Regions from separate parts of the Triticum aestivum genome. Here region 1 is linked to region 2. Evidence: chromatin contacts called from public Hi-C data. All regions are on one chromosome and are shown on one strand. The core of a region is the stretch at or near the end of the contact, and the rest is flanking DNA. Distances in the headings are between cores, read along the strand shown.

Evidence for each region. A called contact is a pair of places that touch in the nucleus more often than the background predicts.
Region 1: a contact with region 2 is called in a Hi-C map of root, with 10 times the contacts expected there. The contact joins the promoter of LOC123110047 here to the promoter of LOC123110039 in region 2. A contact is called at or near these places in 3 of 5 Hi-C or Micro-C datasets (leaf, root and an unstated tissue) and 1 of 1 datasets of contacts at active chromatin or transcription factors (leaf).

Annotation. Positions count from the first base shown.
Region 1 is chr1B:98,146,133-98,151,393 of IWGSC CS RefSeq v2.1, forward strand. It overlaps LOC123110047 (endoglucanase 14), which reads right to left and starts at 1,315. Exons shown (of 5, transcript XM_044530455.1): 1 at 1,099-1,315; 2 at 579-998; 3 at 1-53. The coding sequence starts at 1,305. LOC123110063 reads right to left here. Exons shown (of 7, transcript XR_006453141.1): 6 at 4,731-5,261; 7 at 3,423-3,723.
Region 2 is chr1B:97,754,645-97,759,950 of IWGSC CS RefSeq v2.1, forward strand. It overlaps LOC123110039 (glutamate--cysteine ligase B, chloroplastic), which reads left to right and starts at 1,549. Exons shown (of 16, transcript XM_044530445.1): 1 at 1,549-1,816; 2 at 1,910-2,188; 3 at 4,071-4,221; 4 at 4,307-4,414; 5 at 4,955-5,047. The coding sequence starts at 1,935.

The DNA.
Region 1 (5,261 bases), core at 65-2,564, 390 kb after region 2:
GATGGAATGCTGTTCTGGTAGAGGCCACGGTTGTTCTTGGCGAACTGAAACAACTGCAGAAGCAGCAAGTGACTGAAGAAATTAGCTGATACAGCTTCGTCTGTGCACGTTCAGTTTTCAAGCAATAATTTGACATTCATTTTTAGCCATGATATGACCACGACTTTATGAAATGGTTCGTCAAATTAATTCTCTCGCATTATCTTCAAATTGATCGTGCCCACGGTAACCGTCCAATTTGTGCTGTGCATGCAATGTAGTGCATGTAATTATGCAGTGGTAGACTGGTAGTACTATCTCTTCATGCAAAGCACAGTTACATGTTTGCCTATTTCGCGTGCGTCAGAAGCGCCAAAGGCGTATATGGAACATTATGATTGTTAATAATTGTGTAATTAGAATGGCACATTAACATGTGCGCCGCTCTATTTTTCTTACCTATTACACCAAATGATTTTTGGACCATCCATTGGATTTGTATAGAATCGATTGTGTAATCTGTGTGCTGTGCATGCAATGCCATATGCATACGTGTGTGTCTCAAAACATGAAGTAATGTAAGAGCAAGTATTGTGCACCTGTTTCGCGTGCTTCAGAAGCGTAGACGCGTACCGGGAGTCGCCGCGCGGCCCCGTGAACGCGACGGAGGCCGCGGCCAGTGCCGCCGCCGTCTCGGCGGCGACATCGGAGCCCGGGTGGGTGGCGTTCACCAAGTACGACCTCCGGGGCGTGTCCATGTCCTCCGGCCGCTCCCAGCACGCGTGGTCGGAGTCGCCGTCGCCGACATTCACGTAGAGCACATCGGGGCGGGCGTGCGCCTTGGCCAGGTAGTCGGCGCCCCAGCGCACCGCCTCGAGCGCGTGGCCCAGCTCCCCCGCTGCGGCCAGCCGGCCCCGGTGCTCCACCACGCTCCACGACAGCATGGTCGCCGTGAACGCCATGGGGAACCCGAACTTGACGTTGTCGCCGGAGTCGTAGTAGCCGCCGGTAAGATCCACCTGCACGTCGATCGATTAAGCATGTCAGCATAATGCACGAACCAAACACGTACAACGTACCACACATGCATATCAGCATATGCATCGCCGACGTGCTTACCCCGTGGTCGGCGCCGTCCTTGAGGGCCGAGTTGCCGCGCCACTGGACGCGCTGGGTCGGCGGCAGCCTGCCGGAGCGCTGCGCCTCGAAGTAGAGCAGCGACTTGGTGAGCGCGGTGGCGTAGTTCCGCTGGGCGGCTTGGCACGCCGTGGTTGCCAAAAACCCTACCACGGCGGCAACGAGAAGCATCCTGGCGCTAGCCACCATCTTGGGCGTCCTCGGCGTCAACGAGTAGTTTCTTGTATTGTACCACCGCGTTATGTGTGCTCCTCTCGTCGATGGGACGAGTGTATTTATAGGCGAGGAACAAGGTTTCAATCCACTATGAATTGGTGAAACAAATCCATCAGAAATGCACGCATTGATATCCTAGAATAATTACGCGCCATGCATATTTGTTTTGACGATGTGCGGAGATTTTGCGACCTTCAAAAACCGGGTGCCAAATGTAAACGTACCATCCCCGTATCTGAACTTATTTGGCGGAATTAACTTCATTGGAGAAGGTTGATATTTCCTACAGCCAGTTCATATATTTTTCGGACACGTTTGAGATCATGTATTTACGGTGTATATATGGATCTTATTTGCGAATAAAAGGACTGTATTGATTACTCTGAGATTTGAATACTATCTTTGGAGATCGAAGAGTTAACATAAAAGATGGATAATGAAAAACGTCACACTGCACTGTGCCTGCGTGAGTTGATCTTCTCGAGTGTGAGAAAGGATGGATATCTAGGAATCAATGACTGAGCTCTTTAGCATGATATGAGATGGGTCTTTACTACTCCAATAGCCAATTAGGTTTTTTTTTAGCACAGTACAGGCACAAGCGCTCATATAAACATGCATACACTCACCCATATGAACGCACACACACCCTGCCCCTATGAGCACCTCCGAGTGACTGAGCCGACATATCATCATGAGATTTTACGAAGTCACCGTAGGCGCCTCGTTGTTGACAGCAAAGTCTCCTCCCACTGAACGCACATCGCCGGAAATCGTCAAATAAATTCAGGATAAATGCGAGCAGCAGGACTTGAACCCTGGTGGGTTGGGCCACAGGTTGGTTCACCCAATAGCCAATAGATTAGTGGTAGTTGTTGGGCCTCATAGAAGGGGTTTGCTACAATTGGCAACTTTTCTTTTAGTTTGGGAAAACAAGATATAAATCCATGAGATAACACCCTAAACTTCCATCAAACAAGCAACACTGCAATACAATTAAAAAGTCTATTTTAGAACATGAGCAATGTGAGAGTCGTCTAAGAAGGAAAAAAATATTACATTCTTGCATTTTATTTTTTGTGGTTGAGAATGACATTCTTGTCATTAGTTCATGCTCATACTACTCTTTTGTCCTTAGTTTTCGTGCGTGTCCTTATGCTTTTGCTCTTTTGTCATGATTTCGTCCTGTGAAAGTCGTTTGGCCGTTAATGAGACGTTGGATTGACCGATTTGCCCCTATGAGCCACTCACTCATGCATGGGACCTAGACCTAGCTCGGTCACATTGGCCACTACCATGTGGGACCCAACACATCTATCCTTTTCAAATTGCATAGCACAAAATTGAACATAACACGGTATTAAACAACAATTAAACAACAACCCATAGTTCAAATGACATACCACAAAATTTGACTCAACACTTAACTTAATTACAGTCCATAGTTAATATGAGTCAATTGATTTGAACCTTAAAATCCAAAATACACGCTAAACAGTTTGAATTACACACAATTAAACATCACCGAAATAGGAGGGAGGCTGCCAAGCTACCTAGTCGTCATCCTGGGAGCCGGTTGAGGCTGCCGACCGCCAAGTCCACCTTATAAAAGGAGATGACGCCATCACCCTCTCAACAGTTGCCACCACCCAAAACTTTGGCCTCTGAGCATATAGATGTTTTTTTCCTTATTAGTCCTAACAGTCTCAGGTTCGCTACTTGCATGCGTGGGGGCTCAAGGTAGTATAAGAATATTGATGGTCCTGGTATTAAAGCATCTCCAACAGATGATGTATACTAGGGCACCTGATTTGTTTTGCGTAGCAAATGTTTTAAAATAGGGTACCAGATATTTTCTGCCACAGCCGATGATGTAAAAATAGGGCACATGGTCATTGCATATTACGACATTTCAAAATACCAAATGTTCAAATTTAAACATGAGTTCAAACTTAAACATAATAACACTACGAAAGTACTACGATAGACACAGTACTATGCCCAATTAATCGGTTGTTAGGTAGACTAGATGACCCGATTGCGCTAATGGCGCAAGAAGCGAATTAGAAAAAATGTTAGTAGTGAGTACGTAAGAGATATAACTCGAAATATAATGCAATGTGAATTGTATTACATCATGTATTAACCACAAATCATGAAATCAATACCAAGAGAACCAAATAATGTCACCATCTCTGTACTAACAACCAACATTTTAGCACAAGAAGTATCACAGGAGTGTTTACTTGCACATCAGAAGTATCACAATTACAACTAAAGAGGCATTGTCCTCACTGCTGTCCTTGAGCCTTTCACAAGGAGAGTTCCAAGCCTCGCAACTTCTTCCTCCAGCTCTGCACATGACTCTCGGTTACGAACCTCGTCCCTCAGCTATGATTATTTCAAGATGAAATCAATATGCTATTTATGTCACATGGAACATGTTTAGAATTTAGTCAGTCTCACTAATCTTTCAGCTACAAAGGCAGAAAGAAAAATGGCATGATCAATAACTAAAAAAATGAAACAATAATGCTTGTGGCATTAAAAAACCGAGAAAGTGAATTGAGGACAACAGAACAACTATTTGTAACAACGGCAAGCTTGGCTGATGCAAAATGATCACTCTGAAACCATATCTTTAGAACCAAATTAAAAAGGAACAAAATAATATAATACACCCTCCGTTTCAAAATAACTGTCTTAACTTTCTACAAAAACATCATGTATCTTTAGGACCAATTTTTAGACCATGGTACCACATAAATTAAGAATTAGACATATGAGATTGCAACGTATTCGTGATCAGTTACCAATCATGTCACACCAAGGATTTGCACATATAACCTGAAATAACTGCAGCTAGCTTGAAGTCTGAAATCTACCGGGTGACAAACAAAAGCAATACCACCAAACCTTATTCTTATTGGACGAGCACAAGATTTATGAGAAGATAACACACAAAAAATCCTATTTGGTTTCTGGATGCATGCACTTTCTGGATTATTGTGCACATCAAAACATGGAAGAACATTCCTAGGAGAGCCATTGTAGCACAACGAAGTAAACCAAAAATCAAAAAAGAGAAGTGAGTTTGTATCATGTAATTTAGCAATGTATCAGCCCATATCACCATTTATTTTTAAGAGACCAAAGAAAATGACAGAAGTTTCCCTATTCTTTCTTGTACCTTTCTACAAGAATGCTCTTTATTTATGAGCGCCACACAGACTATTTCCACTTGGCGGCAGGTTGGACACAACAATCCTCGCCGCAAGCTGCAGAAGAACCACACACTCACATACGTCAGGGCAGGAGACACGAACACGGGCGCCGTGAGGGGGGAACGGAACGGAACGAACCAAAAGGGGAGAGACAAATCGAAAGAGGGAACGTACAGAGGCATAGTCAGGCTGGGAGGCGGTGAGTGCGGCGGCGGTCTCGGCGGCGAGCTCGTCGAGCTGGCTGGTGGTGACACCCATGTATACCCTGACGCAGACCTTCTACGCAGACCTTCTGCGCGACGAGCACGGGTCATAGTGCTCTTGTCGAAGTGCCCATAGCTGAGTTTCTTGAGCCGCACCATGATCTTGTTGAAGTGCACCGTCTCCGTCCGCCCGTCCTGCTTCACGACGTACATCACCGAAAACTAACAAAAACATACCCATGTGCATCATCCAAACAGGAAATGGTTTTGCCTGTTTGTACATCAGAATCAATAATTGAATCATCAACAGATTGGTATATGCAACATGCTTAAATATCATGCCAGGAGAAGAAGTAAATGCCACATTTATGAATAACTAAACATTATGAATGCCATGCTGCATTTTGTAATGGCAATGATCCAAGGTAGTTAAATAGATGGTCATTATTAGGAATGCTCCATAGGATCTAAAGACACCCGCGCATGTTTCTTAAGTGTGCTT
Region 2 (5,306 bases), core at 299-2,798:
TCCCCGACAACTGTGGTGGTGAAGCGGATTTAATGACAGGAACAACATTGACAGAAAACACAACACACTCCAAGACATCGATACTGACGCAACTGTGATGTCGTCATTATAGACGTCGGTAACTGACGGAACTATGATGTCATCATTTTAGATGTCGGTAACTGACCCAACTGTGATGTCGTCATTCTAGACGTCGGTAACTGGCGGAACTATGATGTCGTCATTCTAGACGTCGGTAACTGACGCAACTGTGATGTCATCATTCTAGACATCGGTAACTGACGCAACTGTAATGCCATCATTCTAGACGTCGGTAACTGGCGGAACTGTGATGTCGTCATTCTTCCGTACGTGGCATTGGCACTCGGGCCTGCAACCACCACTTAATAACCATATCGATGTTGCCCCACCGCCATGCCTACTCCTTCTACGCCTCTCCACGTTAGGGATTTTGTGGCACAAAAGCCCTAAAATTAAGGGTTTGGTGATATGTGCTCGATAAGAGTTGACAAAATAGAAAACGAACTGCAAATTATCAAAAGCGTTTTTTCAGCATCAAAGATCATCGAGGGAGGAGTAGAGTTCGACCAAGCTTTATGATTTGGGCGTCCATACATGATGGTATAAAGTGACTAAGAAAATAGTTTAGGTTGTGATGAATCCTTCCAAATATAGAGCTCTGGGGAGCAGTGATAGCTGATGATTGCTGAGAGTTGTTGAGTTTCTTCAGCAGGGCGATGATCGAGCATTGTGGTCGTGAAGTGAATGGCGCCGTGCATGAGCTAGCTTGACATTTGCTTTACGAACAAAGCTATGAAGTTCTCCCATGGTCAGCTCCCGACTTCCTTGTTCATACCATTGTAAAAAGGCCTTGTTATAATTGAGTAAAGTCCCCGCTAAAAAAGATAAAAAATAATTGAGTAAAGTCATCCAAAGTTAAAAAGAAAATACTAGTAGTAATATAAGTGCACGTGTTCCCGAAAAAAGAAAGAGAGTATAAGTGCACGTGCACTGATGCTCGCAGACGGTACAGTCGGGAAAGCCACGATCATGCAGGGCGAACCTGCCCTTGAAGACGGGCAAGGTTCATTCCGATCCATGATCATCCAAATGTACTACCAGGACATCGTAGCACCTGACATATTCTCTCGACATTTTTGTTCCGTTTTCATCTTGTCTTGAACGGCAACCCGAGGGTGAGACGCGTGCTCTGGATGTCGCTTTGAGAGCTGAGGCACCAGGAGGAACCAGCGTGCAAAAACACCATCGCCATGCATGAAAAATCCTGGCGCCGCCGTGGCACCGAGCGCCCCACCTCATCGCCGACGTCATGGGGCGGTGGTGATCGTACGAGAACCATCGGCGAAGCTTAATTCCAGCAATTAACAAGCCATAATCATTAGGCCAGCGCCCCCACCACCGAGGAAAGATTAAAAAGGAAAGAGGGGGAAGGATTAGTAAATCACCAGCTGTCCAAATCACTCACCGGCTGCACCCGCGGAGGGCGGAGCGGATTGGATGACGCGCGCAGCCGCAGCAGCAGCATCATCGCGCACTTCAAGGCGTCGTCGCTGCTGACGCGGCCGCGGAGGGCGCGGGCCCAGCCCCCACCGCTTTATAACCGCGCCGACGCCGCCCCCATCCCACCCCCCACACTCCCCTCCGTTCCGGACTCTGAAGCAGCAGCGGCGGACGGCGGCGCGCGCGTCCCCGTCCCCGTCCCCGTCCCCGTCCCCGTCTCCGTCTCCTCCCGGCGGCGAATCTCACCAGCAAATAGACAGAATCAGACCGGTTCTCGCTGGGTGGGCGCGGCGAGGTGGGTTGGGCGGGGGTTCGATGGCGACATCGTGTCGGATTCCGCAATTCGCGCTGAACTTTTGTTGGTTTTGCGGATTTTTTCGTGCCTCAGGTTTTTGTTCGGCGGGTTGGGCGTGATGGCGGTCGCGTCGCGCCTGGCGGTGGTGCGGGTGGTCCAGCCGGACGGCGGCGCGGCGGGCGGGAGCAGGAAGGGGCGGCAGGGGTTCGCGGTGGTCGGGCTCCCCGCGGCGGGGCGGAGGGGGAGGCGGCGAGGCGGGGCCGTGGCGGCCAGCCCCCCCACGGAGGAGGCGGCCAAGCTGACGGAGCCGCTCACCAAGGAGGACCTCGTCGCCTACCTCGCGTCCGGCTGCAAGCCCAAGGAGAACTGGAGGTGAGAAGCTTCCACATATGGTGCTACTTCCCTACTTGCTACTTACTGTTGGAAGCGGAACGTAGTTCTATGGCTGGAACGGCCGATCCTTACTGCCCAGCTTACTGTTTAGCTCTGCAATTGGGCATTTTGTATCCACTGTTCAGTCGCCCCTAGAGTGGTGGAATTTTTTCACATGAATCAGTGCCTTGCAGTGACGGTCTATGTGATGCTTGCTAGTAGTTTGCGCTTGTAGGAATAAGAGGGTGGATACGTCGAAGTGACCGTTGCTTTGCCTAGTTAGCAAATGAAGCTCTGCCCTTGTTCAACGAAGGGGTCACATGGTACTGGTTAGCATAGTTATACTAGACTAGGAACTGAATTGGGGATACATTGTGTTAAACTTGTCGGCAAATGGTGCAGCTCGTGCACTCATATAATGCTGGAAGTAGTAAAGTTGCAATTTGTACATAGAGCAACAAAAGCTTGATATGGTACTTGTTAATATGCTATATGTGGGAAAAGTAAGCTTACAAATGATTGTCCTAAATGGCACAAAAAGTCTCTCTAAGCTTAGATATGCTATACTTAACTAGCACAAATGCCTGTGCGTTGCAACGGGAGAGAACATGTACTTAAATTTAGTAAAAAAATATATGTACAAGCATAACGCTTTGTGGCTAGCTATGAAGAAAACTTTAGTTGTCACACCCACCAAAACAAAGGCACACCATGGTCTAGAGAAGAAATTTGTACCAATCAGGCATTAATTAATCATGCAACCAGCCTTAACATCGCCTTTGGTGAGACCGGGGGCTGCCGTAGCGCCTCGATGAGTCATCGTCGTTCTCGTATGCGAGGAGGTTCTGCTGGTTCATCTTCATCCGGAGATCGTGGTATCTTTTTTAAGAGAGATCGGAGATCGTGGTATCTTTTTTAAGAGAGATCACAAGTTTTATACCTACTTGTCTTGCGGCATTGGGGCGTCGTGTCCTCATTATCTTTATGTTTACCTGGGTTCTCTTTAATTCCCCATTCTTCGTTATCTTGATCATTAAGTCGGTTCTCTCTCACACCTATTGGCCCCATGCAAAGCAATTAATTTGCTTCTGCTCGCATCTGTGACGAGACAAGACCCACTATTACCCGCTTATTGATTGTCATGGTGGCTTACCGATTTCAAATCACAAACGTATATAAATTGATAAGGTGGGGTATAAGAAATCAAGGCGGTACTATTTTATTAGAAAACTGAATCTATTTTTTGATCCCTCAAACAAGCCGTTATTTTTATTGCCATTGATGGGCTGAGGCCCACACGGGGGTGAGGTGCACCCGACGCGAACGATATCATTTTTGGCCTCTAGTTCGCTGGTCGTGCGAGGGCTGGTGCCAACTCTGACAAATAGTGTATAAATAAGCCGAACTTGCTACTTTTGACGTAAGTCAAGCTAGATTGGTTGGTTACTGGAGCTAGTTTTTAGCTCGAGGGCTCTAGTTCGAGTCCCTCCCGTTGCTTGTATTTTTTCGTTTCCTTTACACGTATGTCCCGGTTTCCTTTCGCTTGCACACATGTTCGTTTAACGGACAAAACCCAAAAATAGTGTACGTAATAAAAGTACTCAAAACAGGACAAAATAAAGCGAAACCAAACCAAGAATATCGCCTCCCTTTATTAGTAGGTATAGATATAGATACATCTTGTTAATGTAATGAGTGTGCTCATTTTTTTCAATCAGTATAATTTATTGGAGATGAAGATTGTTATGGTGCCTCTGTTCAAATTATTTCAGATTTGACAATATATTTTTGTTTTTCTTGAAGTTCTATTCCTGTATAATTCCTACTGAGTATTTCGGTTAGTTATTTGGTCCATTCCGTGAGTAAATTTCTTGTTATGCAGAATTGGCACAGAACATGAAAAGTTTGGTTTTGATGTCGAAACATTGCGCCCTATAACGTACGATCAGATCAGTGCTATACTCAATGGGCTGTCTGAGAGATTTGAATGGGACAAGATAATGGAAGAAAACCATGTTATTGGTCTCAAGCAGGTACTATGCCTAGAAAGAAATAGATATATATGGTTTTCACTGAATCAATAGGGAATTCTGTGACAACTTATTTATATGGATGCAGGGAAAGCAAAACATTTCACTAGAACCTGGTGGCCAGTTTGAACTTAGTGGCGCTCCCCTCGAAACATTACATCAAACTTGTGCGGAGGTCAATTCACATCTTTATCAGGTAAATATCTATTAGTGAGCAAACTGTTACATGTATAAGTATTCACCTTTTACAGAAATTTATGAAATGTAACATTGTGGGATTTTCACCTGTGACATCATAATGTCATATTTAGTTTCCACCAGAAAATTCTTTTTAATTAGATTATCCTATTTCATATCCCAAAATTGTAGATTATCCTATTTCATATCCCAAAAATTGTACAAAGTCCATGCCACCAAATGTATATTTGCATCCCAACCAACCGTGTCAATTATTTGAGAACTAAACAACCACCAATATCTCCAAGTTTCTTCTGGGAATTTGTACCATCTTATGCATGCATCTGTAAGACCTCCAAACCTTGCTGGGCATGGAGTTAGTTTCCATCAGACTGGCTGGGTTCATGAAGAACAAATTGAACTGTTTCATGGTTCTGTTTGCACATTCATCTTCGAGGTTTTACTTGCTGAAAGTTAGTTGTACTATGATGCATGTATTTTTTGTGGAAAGGGCCTATACTGTTCTATGCGATGATTTTAACTTCTGCCGGTTTTGTAGGTCAAAGCAGTTGGAGAGGAATTGGGAGTAGGATTTCTTGGAATGGGTTTTCAGCCAAAATGGGCCCTGGCTGATATACCAATAATGCCCAAGGTAATTCTGTCCTTAAACCTCAGAAATGTAGGTTTTGAAGTTTGTGCTGTTGCTAGACTGTTAAAAGGCCTTTTTTACTTTTTTATTTATATCCCAGTCTAGTTAATTTCCGAGAAATGAAGTTGCAAATCCAAGAACATACTTATGGTTTGCAGCATTAGTACAACATAGTTCCACGTGGCTTATCGAAATGCTGGCTTTTGATGCACCTATTCTTGCTTGGTACACCATTAAGTGAAATCCTCCACTTCAACTGTAT